2 separate regions of the Callithrix jacchus genome follow, and region 1 is linked to region 2. A link is a contact called in public Hi-C data. All regions are on one chromosome and are shown on one strand. Each heading gives the region's core, a stretch centred on a gene start, on an enhancer-like site or on the middle of the called end of the contact. The rest is flanking DNA. Distances are from core to core; before and after follow the strand shown.

Region 1 (5,099 bases), core at 990-3,489, 120 kb after region 2:
CCCCCCTTCGATTCCCAAATTTGACAATGTACCAAATGTGTAGGTTCCAGCCCTGAGGGAGGGTTAGAAAGAAATGTCAGTTTCCTCAACTGTAAAATGAGGAATTGGTTTGAAATCAGATCATCTCCTTAGTTTCTTTCAGTTGTAATTGCCTTTTTTTTCTTTTTGAGACAGGGTCTTGCTCTGTTGCCCAGGCTGCAGTGCAGTGGTGTGATCATGGCTCCCTGCACCCTTAACCTCCTGGGTTCAAGGGATCCTCCCATCTCAGCCTCCCAAGTAGCTGGGACCATAGGTGTGCGCCACCACACCGAGTTAATTTGCTATTTTTTGTAAAGATGAGGTCTCCCTATATTGCTCAGATTGGTCTTGAGCTCCTGGGCTCAAGCCATTTTCCTGCCTTGGCCTCCCAAAGTGCTAAGATTACAGGTGTGAGCCATCACACCCAGCCATCAAGGGTCTTTATGATCTTGTTTCTCCTCCTGTGCATTCATACTTTGCCCTATGCTCTTACATGCTGAATACACCTTGGAAAGGCAGCCAGTCTCTTTGCAGTGACATTCTACTGACAATGTTAACCGTCATTCTGGATTATTGAGACAAAATAAGCACATTTTTCTCAATTATTTGGTTAGGCAAAAGCAGGTTTTTAGCAAGTTTTCTGGATAATAAAAATTATAAGGAGCTAATTTAGAAGACTGCCAGTTTTAGCAATATTTTGGGCCAGAATATAAGATATCAATTCTAAATCTGTTATCAATAGAAATCTCCTTAACATTTACTTTAGCTTCTCTATTTGACCAGAATGGCCTATCTTCATCACAACTAGCAGGTAAGAATTTGTCACTGGAACTAAAACCTCTCCTGGCCAGCCCTGAATTCAAATTTGCTAGTTTAGGAAGATGTACTATCATTTTTGCCTTAAGTGTATAATTCAACAGAGAAAGAATATTTTGAAGTTGGAAGATAATGTTAGTAATATAACCAAGGTTTCCAGTACAGCTTTAAAGTATAGCTTAATTGTAGTTTCAGTATAACTTCAAAGTTACAGTGATTATAAATTATTTCTCTCTGTTTTTCTGACGTATGACGTTAGCAAAAGACTGAACAATTTGGATTTGACATGTTACCAGCAAACATGGTCTCCTACATGGAACCAGCCCTTCCAAAACAGATCTCAAGAATTTACATGGCACTTTACACAAACAACCAAACAATATTACTGTGGAGGAGGTGATGGTCACTTACGTTGTAAAATGATTAAGGAGAGAGGTCTATTGCAAGCTTGTATAATAAGCATCTTCTCCAGAGAGCCCTATATTTCATTTCAGAAACTAAATTTCCTTTCAGTTAGGCTCTAATGAATTGATTCATGTTTCCAAAACTCACAAAAGATTGACTTATAACTCCAAGACTTATAAACGTTATTTAGTTGAAAAATATATCTGAGTCAAGAAAGAGACTTTTATCTACCCAGGTTTTTGAAACTTCTTAGAGAATAAACAAAGTGAGCCATCACATGGCAGCTCATTGCTGTTGAAAGACTGGGGCGAGTCCTAGAAAAATTTGTGTCAGAACTTTGAGTTCTCATCTTGGCACAGTTCCCTGGGGATGTAGAACCCTGTAGGAAGACCCCACGGTCAGATCATTTGAATTAAATCTTCCAAGCGTACATGGAGTAGATCTGTAGGTGCAGGAAGACTTAGTTTACCCATTAGACACCATGGTACAGTGCGGCTGGAACCTATGTCCTTTTCAACTGGGTTCAAAATTATCTGACATTTGCTTGTGGTGGAAAAAATGTAGTGGTCCAAAGAATAAATATTTTAAAATTCTACTAAACATATTATGTCAACCAATCAACGGAAACACCACTTCTTATTTTTGAAATTACATTTAATGTGTGATGTAGGTGTGGGGATATTTTAGTATGTCTGATATTATATATCTATTATGCGTACACAATAAAAACCTTCAAAAGGCCTTGTCTACTAGTACATTTGTTCTTTTTCATTTGCATTAACTACTCTGCAGAAAACAATATCTGTTTATTTTATTTGATAGATGCAGGCTTGGAAATAATAAGCATTAAATTAACCACAACGTTAAAATGGTTGCTGAGTATAAGTTGAAAAATTGGGCGGCAGAATATTAGAACTATCCAACCAGGCCCCAAAAAGAGTATATAAGAATTTCACTACTCACCTTATCTCTCCTCGTCTCCAGGGTGCTGGGGGGAGATTAAGTGAGGGTTTATAACCCTCTCCTTTCCTAGTGAAAGCTCCACCCACTCAAAGGATCAACCGACAGTCATTCCAATTTGGGTCACACCTCTGGGGTTTCACTTTACATTTTTTTAAATTTAAATGTTTAATAGCACATTGAGTTAACCAAGTAAGAAGAAGGTAATATGCCACCAGTTCATTCAACAATTGTTTGCTGAGTACCCTTTTCTGCCAGGTATTGTTTCAGGATTTGGCTCTACAAAGGTGGGTGTGACAGCATGTCTGCACTTGTGGTGCTTACATTCTAGAGGAAGAAGAAGACAGGCAGTAAGTATTTTTTTTTTCATGTGGTTTGTTCTAAATAATAGCAACAATGTATTGGATGATTATAACTTGTGTATAAGTTAATGTATGAAAGCAGAGTCATAAAGTATGGGAAGGAACAATTAGGAGCACCCTGTTTTGAGGTAGCTGCACTATTTGAGAAGTGATACAGTGTTACCTGAAAGTGGTCAGGATTAGTTGTCAATACATACTGCAATTTCTAGGGAAACCACTAAAAATATGTTTAAAAGTATAATTGATTTGCCAAGAGACAGAGAAAATGGAATCACATAAATCATATAACCATATGTGATGGTTAATACTGAATGTCAACTTAATTGGATTGAAGGATGCAAAGTATGATCCTGGGTATATTTGGGAGGGTGTTACCAAAGAAGATTAACATTTGAGTCAGAGGGTTGGGAAAGGCAGACCCACCCTTAATCTGGGTGGGCACCATCTAATCAGTTGTCAGTGCAGCTAGATATAAAGCAGGCTGAAAAATATGAAAAGACCAGACTAGACTAGCCTCCCAGGCTACATTTTTCTCCCATGCTGGATGCTTCCTGCCCTTGAATATCAGACTCCAAGTTCTTCAGTTTTGGGGCTCGGACTGGCTCTCCTTGCTCCTCAGCTTACAGACAGCCTGTTGTGAGACTATGAGATCATGTGAGTTAATAATTAATAAACTCCCATATATATATATATATATATGAAATCTCCTTTATATATATATATCCTATTAGTTCTATCCCCCTAGAGAACCCTAATATACCATAGAAATGGAAGACAAAAAAAGAAACAAAGGAGGAACAGTAGGAAACAGCTACAAACTTGGTAGGTACACATCCAACTACATCAATAATTACTTTAAGTGTGAATGGTCTTAAATACACCAATTAAAAGACAAACACTTGCCGGGTGCAGTGGTTCACACCTGTAATCCCAGCACTTTGGGAGGCTAAGGCAGGTGGATCACCTGTGATCAGGAGTTCAAGACCAGCCTGGCCAACATGGTGAAACCCTGTTTCTACTAAAAATACAAAAAAAAAAAAAAAAGTTGTGGTGGCAGACACCTGTAATCCCAGCCACTCGGGAAGCTGAGGCAGGAGAATTGCTTGAACGTGGGAGGCGGAGGTTGCAGTGAGTGGAGACCGTGCCATTGCACTCCACCCTGGGCAACAAGAATGAAACTCCATCTCAAATAAATAAACAAATAAAAAGACAAAGACTATCATGAGTAGATTAAAAAAACAAGACTCAACTGTGCATATACAAGCAAGCCACTTCAAATATAGAGACACAGATTGGATTAATTAAACAAATAAGCAAGCCAGAGGGTGCTGAGTGCTGTGAAGAAAATAACAGGATAAGAAAGGTATGTGGGGGCCAGCCACAGTGGTTCATGCTGGTAATCCCAACACTTTGGGAGGCTGAGGCAGGTGGATCACTTGAGGTCAGGACTTCAAGACCAGCCTGGCCAACATGGAAAAACCCATCTCTACTGAAAATACAAAATTGGCTAGGTGTGGCAGTGCATGGCTGTAATCCCAGTTACTCGAGAGGCTGAAGCACGAGAATGGCTTGAACCTGGGAGGTGGAGGTTGCAGTGAGCCAAGATCACACCACTGCACTCCAGTTTGGGTGACAGAGTGAGACTCCATCTCAAACAAAAACAAACAAATAAACAGAAAGAGGTATATGAATATATGGGAAGCTCTGTAGATCTCATGATCAGAAAAGAATTCCCTCACATGGGGATGTTAGCGCTACTGGAAGAAGACAGAGCCTGCCATACAATGTTCTGAGGGTTGTTATTTGGGTTGAAGGAATGAAATGCACATTCAGCCATGAGGGAACATCAGCAAATACAAAAGCCCCTGCTGGTTACTATCTGTTGCAGCCCCTGTCCCGTGGGATTCACTTTCTCCCCCAGGGAGGCTGGTCCCTGCAGAACTGCCTAGGCCAGGCGAGGACAGGAAGAAAGTCAGAGTCAGCTGTTTCTTCAGGCACTCAATCTGCCAAAACGTCTCTGAAAGTGTGGCTTTATTATGGATCCCCTGGCACTTCTGTCCTAGACACCAGGGTCCCACACTGTCCATTTTTCCTCTTTTGTCCCAGATACTGAAGCCTCTGCAACTGCCCCATTTACGCATGGCTGTGCACTTTAACCCTGTTGGTTCACGTCGTGGCTTTTACTTAGTGAGCCTCATGTCTTCCTTCTGCTCTTTCTTGCACCCTGTCTCATACTGACTTCAGGTTCAGCCTTGAATGCTCAGCATGTTGATATTTTTTGAGGATAAACGATCCTGTCCCTAACCTCTGACTCTATTATCAAAGTCTGGTAACTTGTGAAAATTGTGGGGGGTAGTGGTGGTGGTGGTTAGAGGTTTGAGACTAAAGGGTGGGAGTCTGCACCAAAAAGGGAAATTATGTAACTGAGGTAATGCACCTGAGGCAGAACGGGGCAGGAGGGGACTGGTTTCCAATACGGGAAGTGAATTGCACAATTTAAGGTCATGAACCATGAACATGAGAAACACGGGAACCTCT
Region 2 (5,241 bases), core at 205-2,704:
CCAACTGCTCTCTCACCTGAGGTGATCTCCTCAGCCCATCTCTATCATCCACCACTAGGTCATAAAAGACATTGTAGATTCTGGATATTAGCTCTTTGTCAGATGGGTAGATTGCAAAATATTTTTCCCATTCTGTTGGTTGCCGATTCGCTCTAATGATGGTTTCTTTTGCTGTACAGAAGCTCTGGAGTTTAATTAGATCCCATTTGTCTATCTTAGCTTTTATTGCTGTTGCTTTTGGTGTTTTAGTCATGAAGTCCTTGCCTATGCCTGTGTCCTGAATGGTTCTGCCTACATTTTCTTCTAGTGTTTTTATGGTGTTAGGTTTTATGTTTAAATCTTTAATCCATCTGGAGTTAATTGTAGTGTAAGGTGACAGGTAGGGGTCTAGTTTCTGCTTTCTGCACATTGCTAGCCAGTTTTCCAAACACCATTTCTTAAAAATGGAGTCTTTTCCCCATTGCTTGTTTTTGTACAGTGTGGAGTTTCTGAAGGATCTAGAAATAGAAATTCCATTTGACCCAGCAATTCCATTCCTGGGTATATACCCAAAGAACTATAAATCGTTCTATTATAAAGATACATGCACACATACGTTCATTGTAGCCCTGTGTACAATAGCAAAGACCTGGAACCAACCCAAACGCCCATCGATGATAGACCGGACTAAGAAAATATAGTACATTTATACCATGGAATACTACACAGCCATAACAAATGATGAGTTTGTGTCCTCTGCAGGGACTCAGATGAATCTGGAAATCATCATTCTCAGCAAACTGACACAAGAACAGGAAGCCAAACACCATGTGTTCTCACTCACAGGTGAGTGTTGAACAATGAGAACATGTGGACTCAGAGAGAGGAGCATCACACACTGGGGGCAGTTGAGGAGGTTAGGGGAGGGACAGCAGGGGGTGGGGAGGGATAACATGAGGAGAAATGCCAGATATAGTATGCCCCTAAAGTAAAATAAAAATTAAAAAAAAGACATTGTAGTTTCACTCTTGCTTACATACTCCAAGGGAAGCTAGCTGCTGTGTCCTAAGGAGACTCAAGCAGTCCTACAGAGAAGCAGATATGCTAAAGAAGTGAGATGTATTTCCAGCTTTTAGAGAGGAACAGAGACCTGTGCCAACAGCCATGTGAGTAAGCCACCTTGGAAACAGATCCTCTAGCCCCAGTCAAGTGACTTGACTGCAACATTCTGAGAGATGCTGATTCAGAACCACCCAGCTAAGCTGCTCCCAGATTCCTGACCTTCAGAAATTGTGTTAGATAATAAATGTTTGTTCCTTTAAGTCCCTAAACTTTGGGGTGATTTGGTATACAACAGTTGATAACTAAAACACCCATGCTGGCCTCATCTTTCAATGCTTCCTCACCATGCTCCCACAGTACTCACGTACCTGAAGCACACCCAACTTGTTCCTGACCAACACCCTGTCTTGTTCCCTCTGACTAAGACCCTCTCACACTGGATCTTCTGGTTCCTGTCATTCAAGACTTAGTCTTTCTTGGCATTCTCTGTGCCTAAAACAATTCAGGAAACAAAGTAGGTGCTCTATAAACTTTTATTGAATAGAACTGTTAATAAAATAAACAGTATTTATTGGAACCATAATCCTTGAGAATATTTCATCAATTTCTGAGGTTAAAGTCTACATTTTTTTCCTACGAGGTATGCTTAGCAGTCCTGTTGACTTAGAATGTTGCAAGTATTCAAAGGTTCAAATGACAAATATATTGAATAGTTAATATATAACTCATAGTTACTGAGTGCAGAGGGAAGGTTAGTAAAGATTGGAGAAAGGTAGGAGGTAAAGCAAAGCAAAGTCAACACAGATTAAATTTGTGCTGATTCATAGCTGCCTCATCTAAGCACTCTGATTGTTAAAACATATTAGTTCTTTGAGAATATGCTGGAAAACTGTCAAGTCGATATACCTAATGGCTCAAATCTTGACCCAATTCCCCCAGTGCAGAAAAATTAATATCCACTTCAATTATATACCCACACATACATAGAGAATCTCACTATGAAAATGGTGGATGGTATAAATATTAAATACCAAATGTTAATTACTTCTTAACAAAAATCTTCATACTTTTATGTCACAGACTACCCAGGAGTGATATTCAGATGCTTAACATCTGGTATGGTAAATATTATATATCTCTCTCTTTATGCCCAGAATTAAAAATAAATTTCCTTTTATTTTTTCACTATGATAAACTATATATAGCATACAATGGGTAACAAGAGCAAATCAGTAATAATTATTATCATACTTTCCAGTCATTCATGATTTTTATAAACTGTCTGTGTCTCTGGGGCTACTTAGGTTGCCAGTGGGTGCCTTTCTCTGTGAAAGCCATCAGTTCCTATTGGCCAGACTTTTCCTGTAGCTGTGACACTCAGTGTTTTCCTAGATCCCTGTACTGCTTTCTGCTCTTGTCTTAATGAGGGCCAGGGGAAGTAGAGCCCCAGGGTGCTTCACCATCCCTTGCGGTAGCTTAACCCTACCCCAGCTTTGTAAATAGGTGATATGGTTCAGCTGTGTCCTCATCCAAATCTCACCTTGAATTGTAGTTCTCATAATCCCCATGTGTCATGGGAGGGTCCAGGTGGAGAAAATGGAATCATGGGGCAGTTTCCCCATCCTGTTCTCATGATACTGAGTGAGTTCTCACAAGATGTGATGGTTTTATAAGGGGCTTCCCTACTCTCTGGGCATTAATTCTCTCTCCTGCCACCCTATGAAGAGGTGCCTTCCACCATAACTGTACGTTTCCTGAGGCCTCCCCAGCCATGTGAAACTGTGAGTCAATTAAACTTCTTTCCTTTATAAATTATCCAGTCTTGGGTATTTCTTCATAGCAGTGTGAGAACAGACTAATACAATAGGTATTTCATTAAACTTTCTTCAGCCACTCTTTTTGTTTGGTTGTTTGGTTTTTTTTGTTGTTTTTTTTTTGAGATGGAGTCTTGCCCTGTCACCTATCCTGGAGTACAGTGGCACAATCTTGGCTCACTGCAAACTCCGCCTCCTGAGCTCAGCAATTCTTCTGCTGCAGCCTCCCGAGTAGCTGGAACTAGAGGTGTGCACCACCGCACTGGCTAATTTTTGTTTTTTTTTTTAAGTAGAGACAGCATTTCCATGTTGGCCAGGCTGATCTCAAACTCCTGACCTCAATGTATCCACCTGCCTCAGCCTCCCAAAGTGCTGGGATTACAGGCATAAGCCACCATGCCCGGCCTCTTCAGCCACTGTTTTTGAGTGGTCATTTTGCTACCTGCAGGAACCTTCTTTAATACAACCTTACATATTGACTTGTAATTCTTTATGTGCAAATCTTTTTCCTTGGGCTTAATTATGCACCCCTTAAAGGCTGGATTATTATACCTTATTCATCTTGTATTCCCAGCACCAACCATTATGAGGTAAACCTTATAAAGTTCACTTCAGGATAATAATAATAAATGATAAAATATCTGTTGTAAACTAGGGAAGGCTGGATATGATAAGGTTGAAAACTCTATTGCAGAGTGAGAGTATAAGAGTCTACCCTTGGGATGTTTACCTGCTGGAGAGGGAGCAAGTAAATGTTCAAAGGGTACCTCTTAGGAAGACATCTTGAAATATCTTGGTTGGGGTGAATTGACCTAACCCTTTGTAAACTTAAAATACATGATTCCCATGTCTCTGTCTGCTCTAACATACCCAATTGTGGCAAAGCTCACATTATGAAAATGTGCAATCAGGATCAGTGTCCTGGCTCTAACCTCCTAGATCTTAGATTTTCTGGGGAAGCATAAGTTATGGTTCTTAGCACACGGCTGAAGCTAGAAATTGTTCCATCCTCATCTCTCCTGGACAGTGGCATGCCAGAGAAAAAAATGACTATATATATCCACCTATATTTTAAGATCCCAGGCTTGAAGACAGTAGGGAGGGAGACCTCCTCTTTCTTCCTATGAAGGGATAGAGAATGAAGATGCTGGGAGTCACATGGACAAATTGTGGCCAGTGTTTCAACCAAACCACCTCAGATCATGAAGTCCATGGGACAACAGGAACTCCATGTAGCAGATAGCAGCAGATACTGCTAGAATTTTCTACTGGCCTCAGGGCTACTTGACTCCTTGAATGGAATAAGCCCCTAGGTTGTTGGATTTAATGTGGGTGTTAATTAATTAGGAGGCCAGTAGGGTGAGATGTCCCCAGTACCTTGAGTCCTATGTAAGCAAACTAAAGTTCAAATCAGCATAAAGGTCATATCCTAGGAAAACAAGAAACTTAAACTTAACCTATCAGAAACTGCCAACTAACCTCTAAATAGTGACTTTTTGCCTTAACCAAGCAAATATTTTCTCTATGTTGCTTCCATAAATACCTTATCAAAGTTTTCCCCTCACGCCCTTCAGCAAAGCCCAAATTGCTTGTGGTTTGGCACTGCCCAGTTCATGAATGTCTGTGCTCAAAATAAACTCTTTAAAAATTTAATGTGCCTAAGTTTATCTTTTAACATAGGAAAGAGATTTCCAGAGGGAAAGAATGTTCTTGCTATTCTGAGATGGATGCTTGAGTAACTTAAAATGAATATTTAAACACTATGATTTTATTTTATGGATGCCAGTTTGGCAAAGAAAGGTGTATAGTTCCACAGCTCCCTCTTTTCTCAGGACAAAATCCAAACTTCTTGTCATGTCCTTAGGCCTGTGGGCCTTGTTCCCGGATCCTACCTCCTTGTCTCTCCTGCTGCCTACCTTGTGCTTCAATGCTTCACTCAGACTGAATGTCTTCTCTTTCTTTGAATACACTGTGCTCAGTCTCTCTCTTTTACACCATTGAGTGTGCTGAGCCTCCGCTGGGATTCCACCCTCGCTGCCCAACCATAGCTCCACCTCATAACCGCAGCTCATCTTGCCTGCAAATCTCAGGTCAGATATGACTGCCCTCCCTGAGAATCTACCTCTGACCCATGGATTCCAGCAGAGGTGGCCTGACCAGGTGCACCCCCAGCATTATTTCATCCCTTAGCACAGAGTTGTTGGTTAAACTTTGTTCCCCAAAAAGAGTATGTTGAGTATGTTCAAGTCCTAACCCCAGATACAAATAGGGTCTCTCCAAGTGTAATTGAGTTTCGATGAAGTCACACTGGGTTAAGGGTGGGTCCTAATCCAATTCCTGGTGTCCTTATAAGAAGACCATTTCTTATTACTACTTATTGTTTCAT

What was found. Hi-C and Micro-C count contacts between places; a contact is called where the count stands out from the background.
Region 1: a contact with region 2 is called in a Hi-C map of induced pluripotent stem cells, with 2.3 times the contacts expected there. The contact joins the promoter of LOC100401098 here to the enhancer-like site in region 2.

Annotation. Positions count from the first base shown.
Region 1 is chr4:61,182,748-61,187,846 of calJac240_pri, forward strand. LOC100401098 (glutathione S-transferase alpha-4) reads right to left here and starts at 2,240. Exons shown (of 7, transcript XM_008994578.5): 1 at 2,203-2,240.
Region 2 is chr4:61,068,242-61,073,482 of calJac240_pri, forward strand. All of the region lies in intron 7 of TMEM14A (transmembrane protein 14A), which reads left to right. Among named protein-coding and RNA genes, the nearest start is that of TMEM14A, 35 kb to the left of the region's middle. Within about 2 kb of position 1,455, at least 5 of the 16 cell types and tissues checked have an H3K27ac peak or open chromatin away from gene starts, as enhancers often do.